2 separate regions of the Anser cygnoides genome follow, and region 2 is linked to region 1. A link is a contact called in public Hi-C data. All regions are on one chromosome and are shown on one strand. The core of a region is the stretch at or near the end of the contact, and the rest is flanking DNA. Distances in the headings are between cores, read along the strand shown. Region 1 overlaps PNPLA2 (patatin like phospholipase domain containing 2). Region 2 holds the start of IRF7 (interferon regulatory factor 7).

Region 1 (3,353 bases), core at 344-2,843:
CAGGTGTGTTGGGCACGACCGATGGGCGCAAGAGCTAATTCTTTAAGGAAACCAGTCTCACCAGGACGATACACTCATGTAAAGCTGGCTTGGCGTAGCTTAAAAATGAACTGGGATCCTGCAGCTGCATACAGGGCTCTTCCCCTGGGCAGCCATCCACTGCCCCTTGTGGCTGCTGCAGAGGGATCCCAGGCCAGAGGTGGCCCAGGTGGCCTCCCCCGTGCCACGTGAAATATTTCTCATTGATACAGGTTGTGTTTGTTTAGAGGGATAATGGTTTAGTTAAGTCTGTATGGGGAGAAGCATTTGGTGGGGGAAAAGAGCTGATACCAGCTGTGGGAGGTTGGCAGTACTCCTTGTGATGTACCCCAAGAGAGGAAAATAAACGTTGTGGTTTTCCCCGTGACCCTGTGCTCTGAATCATCAGATCCATCAAAAAACAAACTTTTCTGTGGACTGGAGTTGGCACAGGATTACCCCGGCAGGGGCAGACAGTTTGTGGCTGACTCCTGCAGGATTTTTCTCTCTACCACCTCTCTCATTCAGCTGCTCCCTCTGGCAGACTCCTTTAAGTCCCATCACTACCAGAAAAGCTATTCCAGGAAAAACCAGCTCAAATTCTGTTCGCTCTCTCACCTCTCCTTTCTCCTCCCGAACTTATTTCCAGGAGGGCTTGCCATCTGTCATGGATCTAGCTGCGTAAACCTGACTCCTCTGGCTGAACCCTCAGCTGGCCTTATTTCCAGGAAAGCCGGTGGCGCTGCAGATCGCCCTGTGCCTTCCTCGTCCCACGGAGCTCCTCTGTACTCGGTTTCGGTGCAAGCGAGCCAACAAGTCCAACAAGATCAGAGGTGCCCTCAAACTGAAATACCTGAGAAGCTGCTTTTGCACAATCTGTTTATATGCACACATTTAAAACAAACAAACAAACAACAAAAAAAAATTCAAAAAATCCAATTGCTAATTATCAATAACTCTTATTTTGTCCCCAGTTCTCCCATGTCCCCCTGTCCTGCTTGGCTGGGTAACGACGACAGAGAAGCAGCTGGAGCCCAAGTCCCTCCTCAGATGCCAAGACAGTCTGTTTCCTGGCATATTTGGGACTTTGTTTTCCCTAAGCAACTCCCAGCTCAGACTTTTTGCTCAGACGTTAGTCATAAGCTCTGTATAACTGCAGTTGTTCCCAGTGTCGCTGTCGCATCTCTGCACGCTGAGGTGCCAAGTCTGAAGGCAAGCTTCTCTAAGCGCCATCCCTGAGCCGCCCTCCCCAGCATGGCCCTGTGAGTGGGGTGTCCCCGTGGCTCAGGCTCCCACCCTATTTATTACTGGGGTTTCAGCAAGGCCAGCAGCTCTGTGACGCACTCCGTGCAGTGGGGCTTCCAGGGCTCGTGTGGCCAAGGTGCTGGAGTGGGCTCCATCCAGTTTTGGGCTCTGCTGCAGGTTCTTTGTGTGTATTTCTTCCTCTCGTTAGGCACAAAGGTGTCTTAGGCACGGAGTGCTAACAAGTTGTCATTTCTGGCTGTTGTCCTTCGTGTTGGGAAGGATGTTGAACCGTGCAGCTACTATCTGGAACAGGCTGGGCTCAGTGGCTTACGGCTAATTGAGTAAGTAAGATCAGAATTAGGCTGCTAAACATTGCTTTAGGAAAGAGCAGAAGACTGGGATTATAGGGCTAAAAATTGCTTCGGAGAGGGGAACTTGGATTTTCCGCTGAGTTGCTACCTCACAGTACCCAAATCCTGACCCCAGAGCCTCTGGTCGTGGTCAAGGGTCTCATTTAGTGCTCGCTCGAGCTGCTGGTGTTGCTGGCTTTCGTGCGCACACAGTCGCGTTAACAGGCTGCCTTAGTGGAAAACATGTTGCTGGCACACGTGTATTGCAAAAGAATGGGATGTGTCAACACCCGCAGTGCGCTGGGGGTGGTGTTTCCCTTATCTCTGTTAACCTGAGTCTAACTCGGCTGCCTCCTTTCTGCAGTCACAGGGCTGAGAGGGACAGGGAGCAAACCAGAGGGATTTCAAGTTGGCTGGCACTGACAGCAGCTTTCATCTTTGCCCAAAAACCAAACTGCAGCTTGGGGAGAAGATTTAATTGGTGAAAGCGTGGCTGTTTCCCCCAGTTCCTTTAATTCTTGCCTGGATACTTTCCTCACCCGTGTGTTCCCTGTGTCTCTGGGATTGCAGCGACTGGCGGGTGCTCAGAGGAGTCACTGCCCCGTGTCTCACCACGGCTTGGGCTGCGTGTGGAAGCAGCAGTCAGGGTGCGCAAAGGGCAGCGTGTTGGGCACGGAGGGTTTGGCTTGGGGTGAGGTTTTTGTTTTGTTTTCTCCCTTCCCTCCTTTCCCACCACGGAGCCCTGATGCTCTTGCCAGGCTGGGCTCCTAGTGACCGTGAGATACTGGGCTTAGCAGGCGTACAGATGTCCCTTTTGTGCTGAGGGGGTGTCTTCTCCCCTCCAAACCCAGCTGGGTCACTGTGTGGAAGTGTAAAGCAGGCGTGCTTCTGGGAATCCTTGCCATCGGGGCCTGGTTTAGTGCTCGGGAGTCGGACACGGGCGGGATGGACACCAAAGCCTCACCAGGGGGCTCGAAGTCCACCCCTGTCCATAGTGTCTGTTTTGCTACCTGAGACATGAGTGATGCTACCAGCAGAGCTGTGATGATCAGCTGGAAAGCAGTGAGATTCCTGTTTTCTGGTGCTTTTGCTTATGGGCAAATGTCTATTGAAATGAAAATACCTGTTTTCTGTCACTGTCTTTTCAACAGTCCTTCACAGGCCACTCAAGCAGGGCCTCCTGAGAAAGCGTGAGGCCTTACCAAGATGCATGTGATCTTCGCCGACTTTGTATAACGTGTGTAAGACAAGGGTGGCTGTTTACAGTGTGGGAGTGAGAATGCAAATGCAGCAAGCTTCTGTGACTCTCCCACAGTGCCTGTAATAGCCACGCATCTCGAGCTATATTGGCACGTAGGGAGAAACCTCTGAGTAAAGCTCTGTTGAAGGTTTTTCTACGCCTTGTTTTGTGAAGAAGGCTGGTTTTGCTAGCGTTTCACCAGGCATTTTTCTTCCTATCGTGGCAGGTGAGGCTGGTGCCAGCATTATTCGAGTGTCGAAAGAAGCACGGAAGAGGTTCTTGGGGCCGCTCCACCCATCTTTCAACTTGGTGAAGATCATTCGGATCTGCCTGTCCAAGACCGTGCCGGACAATGGGCACGAGGTCGCAGCAGGACGTTTGGGTATTTCCCTCACGCGGGTGTCTGATGGAGAAAACGTCATACTGTCGGACTTCCACTCCAAGGAGGAGCTCATCCAGGTGACTGGAAACTTCTTGCAGAGGGCTGGGCAAGAACTGCA
Region 2 (3,353 bases), core at 577-3,076, 92 kb before region 1:
GCAGCCGCCTTGGCCGGGGCCGGGCTGGAGCAGAGCATCCTCGTCGTGCAGGACATCCCCTGAGGAGACATCATGGGAGGGGACGGGGTCACCCCAACCCCTCCGCGCCTCCCCCCGTCCCCAGGCAGGGCCAGTCTCACCTGTGGGCGGCCATGGGGACGGTGTGGGGCCGAAGGTGGAGATGTTGCAGTGCTGCAGCACCCACTGCAGCGTGTCCAGGTCCTCCAGCGTCAGCGACTGCGTCGTGGTAGCAGTGGCGCTGCCTGGGGGGGCACAGCGGGGGGAGCTTTTACCAGCCATCGGCGAACCCAAATTACAGCCCCTGCCAGCCAGGGGGACCCCACGGTGGCTCGGCCCTGGGGCAAACCCACCCAGAGCCCCCCCACACAAGCTGGGGGACCGGTGCCTACCTCGGGGGGCGATTTGCGGGGCCACATCGTGGTGGTTGAGCTCCAGCTGCAAAGGGAAGCAGGAGGGGGCTTTACTGACAGGGCCTGGGGGGCCGGGGCGGGTGCTGGGCTCCAGTTCTGGAGCACCCCAAGGATTTGGGGGACGGGGGCTGCAGGCCCTGGCTCCCTCCCCTCCTGCCATGCTGACCCCGTTACCTGTGGCTGCTGCGGCGGCGGGGCGTCCGCCATGGGGCCCCCAAAACCTCCGTCCTGGCCATGCTGGGGGGCAGCTGGAAGGAGAACGGGGTGAGGGGGGGGTCCCCGAGCTCAGCCCCCCCATTCCCCAGTTGCTCCTTGCAGGCCTGGGCTCACCTGAGGAGACGGCGAAGACCTTGTGAGGGTCATCGCTGTTCTTGGAGTGGTCCTCCAGCGGCGTGAACATGTGGGTGCTCCTCAGGGCGCAGCGGAAATTGGTCTTCCACTTGGCCGGGTCCTCGGGGCTCCCCTCGTACCTCCCGCTGGCCTGCGCCCAGGCCTGGGGGGCGCGGGGGGGGTGAGCGCAGGGACCCCAGCTCTGGGGACACCCAGTTTGGGGGATGCCCGGGGCCCCCCTCCCCAAGTCCGCCCACCTCACCCACCGTGGAGACCTCACGGTCACTGCGGGCCTACACCTGTCCCCCCTGCCTTGTGGTCAGCCCGTCCCCCCCACCTTGAGGAACTTGAGGTCACCGCTGGTCCCCCCCTGCCTACAGAAGGGGTGAGGTGGGAAGGGGCCTCTGGAAGCCCTCTGGTCCAACCCTGCTCAAGCAGGGCCACCTAGGGCCAGTTGCACCCATTCCCACCCACCTTGAAGGCCTTGGGGGTGGGGGGGGGCGCTGCTGGTGGCCTCCATCTCACCTGCCTTGAAGGCTCTGGGGTCTGTGCTGTCTGCACCCCCTTCCCATCCAACCTCAATGGCCCAGGTGGGGTGGCCACCTCTGCCCTCCATCCCACCCACCTTGAAGATCTCGATGTCGCTGCTGGTGACGTCCTTCCTGGCGTTGTGCTTCCAGGGGATGCGGAAGACCCTGCGGGCCGGGTCGGTCCAGCAGAGCCCCTGGTACAAGCCGCTGTTGATGGCGTTCACCAGCCACGGCCCAAAGCGCAGCTTCTGGGCATCCCTGCGGGGACACGGGGCCGTCACCGCGGGGGACTCGGGGCTCGCAGACCCCCGGCCTGGTGCTGGGCCCCCTGCCTGGTGAGTGGAGGCTGCTGCTTACCCTTTGCTCTCCGCTGCTGCCATGGTGTCCCTGCTGCCCTCGCACCGCTGCCAAAGCCCCCAGCGGCTGGCTGGGGGGGGTGGTCCCGGTGCCTTTCCCCCTCACCCCTTGGTATCGGGGTTCCCTCCCGCGGGTGCTGGCTCTTATAGGAGCGGCAGCGGGAGCGGCTTTCCTGGAAATCACGTGGGGCTCCCGAAACTGAAACCGGCCGCTTGGGTGGCCCAGGGTGGGGGAGGAACGGGCGGTTGGCTGGGGGGGGTCATGGCACCGAGCTGCAACCCATGGGTCCCCCTTTTACAGGATCCCCCCCTTCCCCTCCCCGTCCCCGCTGTGCAGGGGGCTTGGCTCAGGATGGAGGTGCATGGCCCCCCCCCCCCCCCCCCCCCCCCCCAAACACCACTGGGATGATGGCGGGGGGGGTGAGCAGGAGCAGCCCCCAGCCCCGTTGTGCCCACCCAAAAGCAATTTGTGCCCTCAGAGGTAATTATTGCACTGCCCAGTGCCGCTGCAATGTTTGCAACCCCCGCCCCTCAAACAACAACAACAACAACAACAACAAAGCAAATCCAGGCTGAAAGCTGCACTTGTAAAAGCTGGACCCCTGGGGGCTGCAGGCCCGGAGGCGATGAGGGCTGGGGGGGGGGGAGGGGGTCCGGGCAGGATCAGGCCCCGCTGTGCTGGGTGGGGGGGCCGTGGGGTGCCCCGTGCCGGCCTCGGCGACTCCCGGCCCCGGTTTCGGTGCCGCGGCTGTGGTTTCTGCATCCAGCACGGCTGCCGGCCCCTCTCGCTCCCCACGGGCTGCTCCAGCCCCAAAAAGCCGAGGCAAGGGAGGGCAGCACCCCAAAATGGAGTAACGCAGCACCGAGGGCAGAACGGGGCTGGCCCCCGGACGCCCCAAAACGCCCGGGTCTGGCTGGGAATGGGCTGCGCCCGCCACCACCGGGGCTTTCCGGGTGCACCGGCACGCAGGGCTTGACCTTGGGGCTGGAAACTCCCGTGCCTCCTTTTCTGTGTTTGTTTGCTCGATACTTATTGCGAGGCTTCTTCTTTCAGGCTGCCTCGGTTTGCACGCTAAGGAGCTCCCGGGGCGAAGGCTCCCCACGCAGCCCGAGGACAGTGCGGCCGCACCACCACAAAGCCTCCTGCCACCGCTGCCACCTCGCTTGATGGAAATGCCAGGGTTTAACACACAAAAAAAGAGGGAAACAAATAAATCAGGCCTGATGCTGTACGTCCCCACGGGGACATTCCTGATGGCACCCCATGAGGGTGCCCACCTGCAGGTGCTGCGGCCCCGCAAGCCCCTGGGAGGGGGACAGAGGCTGGGGGCACATTCCCTGAGCTGGAAAGGGGAAGCGGCACCCGGCCGGGCTGCAGCTGGTTTCCAGTAAGTGCCGGGGGCCCGTCACGGAAAACAGCCCCCCCTGCACCTCCGGGATTGGGGAGGCCACGCGTTAAACGAGTGGGGAAAATGGGGAATGGCAGCGGCTTGGGGCAGGCGGCATTAAGGCTGAGCACTCGCTTCTCCCTGAGCCTGGCCGAGCTCTGCGGGGAGCGTTTAAAACCAAAAAGCCCCCAGAGGCAGAGAGGCCTCAAGTGCTGACATCTTGGGGCCCAAGCACCTGCTCTGGGCCTCTTTCTCCTTACACTTCTTGCTTGTGAGGAATTTTCCTCCTCCTTTCCAGGAACTTCTCCCTGTTGCTTA

Evidence for each region. A called contact is a pair of places that touch in the nucleus more often than the background predicts.
Region 2: a Hi-C map of liver shows a contact between it and region 1, with 2.6 times the contacts expected there. The contact joins the promoter of IRF7 here to the enhancer-like site in region 1. A contact is called at or near these places in 2 of 7 Hi-C or Micro-C datasets (both in liver).

Annotation. Positions count from the first base shown.
Region 1 is chr5:20,441,476-20,444,828 of Taihu_goose_T2T_genome, reverse strand. PNPLA2 (patatin like phospholipase domain containing 2) reads left to right here. Exons shown (of 9, transcript XM_048058828.2): 2 at 3,080-3,312. Among named protein-coding and RNA genes, the nearest start is that of PNPLA2, 11 kb to the left of the region's middle. Within about 2 kb of position 1,593, at least 2 of the 3 cell types and tissues checked have open chromatin away from gene starts, as enhancers often do. A contact at or near this core is called in liver, where this site is marked.
Region 2 is chr5:20,533,237-20,536,589 of Taihu_goose_T2T_genome, reverse strand. IRF7 (interferon regulatory factor 7) reads right to left here and starts at 1,826. Exons shown (of 11, transcript XM_048058585.2): 1 at 1,649-1,826; 2 at 1,387-1,549; 3 at 762-924; 4 at 606-679; 5 at 411-456; 6 at 141-263; 7 at 1-59. The coding sequence starts at 1,671. LOC125182167 (a long non-coding RNA gene) reads left to right here and starts at 1,418. Exons shown (of 4, transcript XR_007161318.2): 1 at 1,418-1,626; 2 at 2,702-3,035.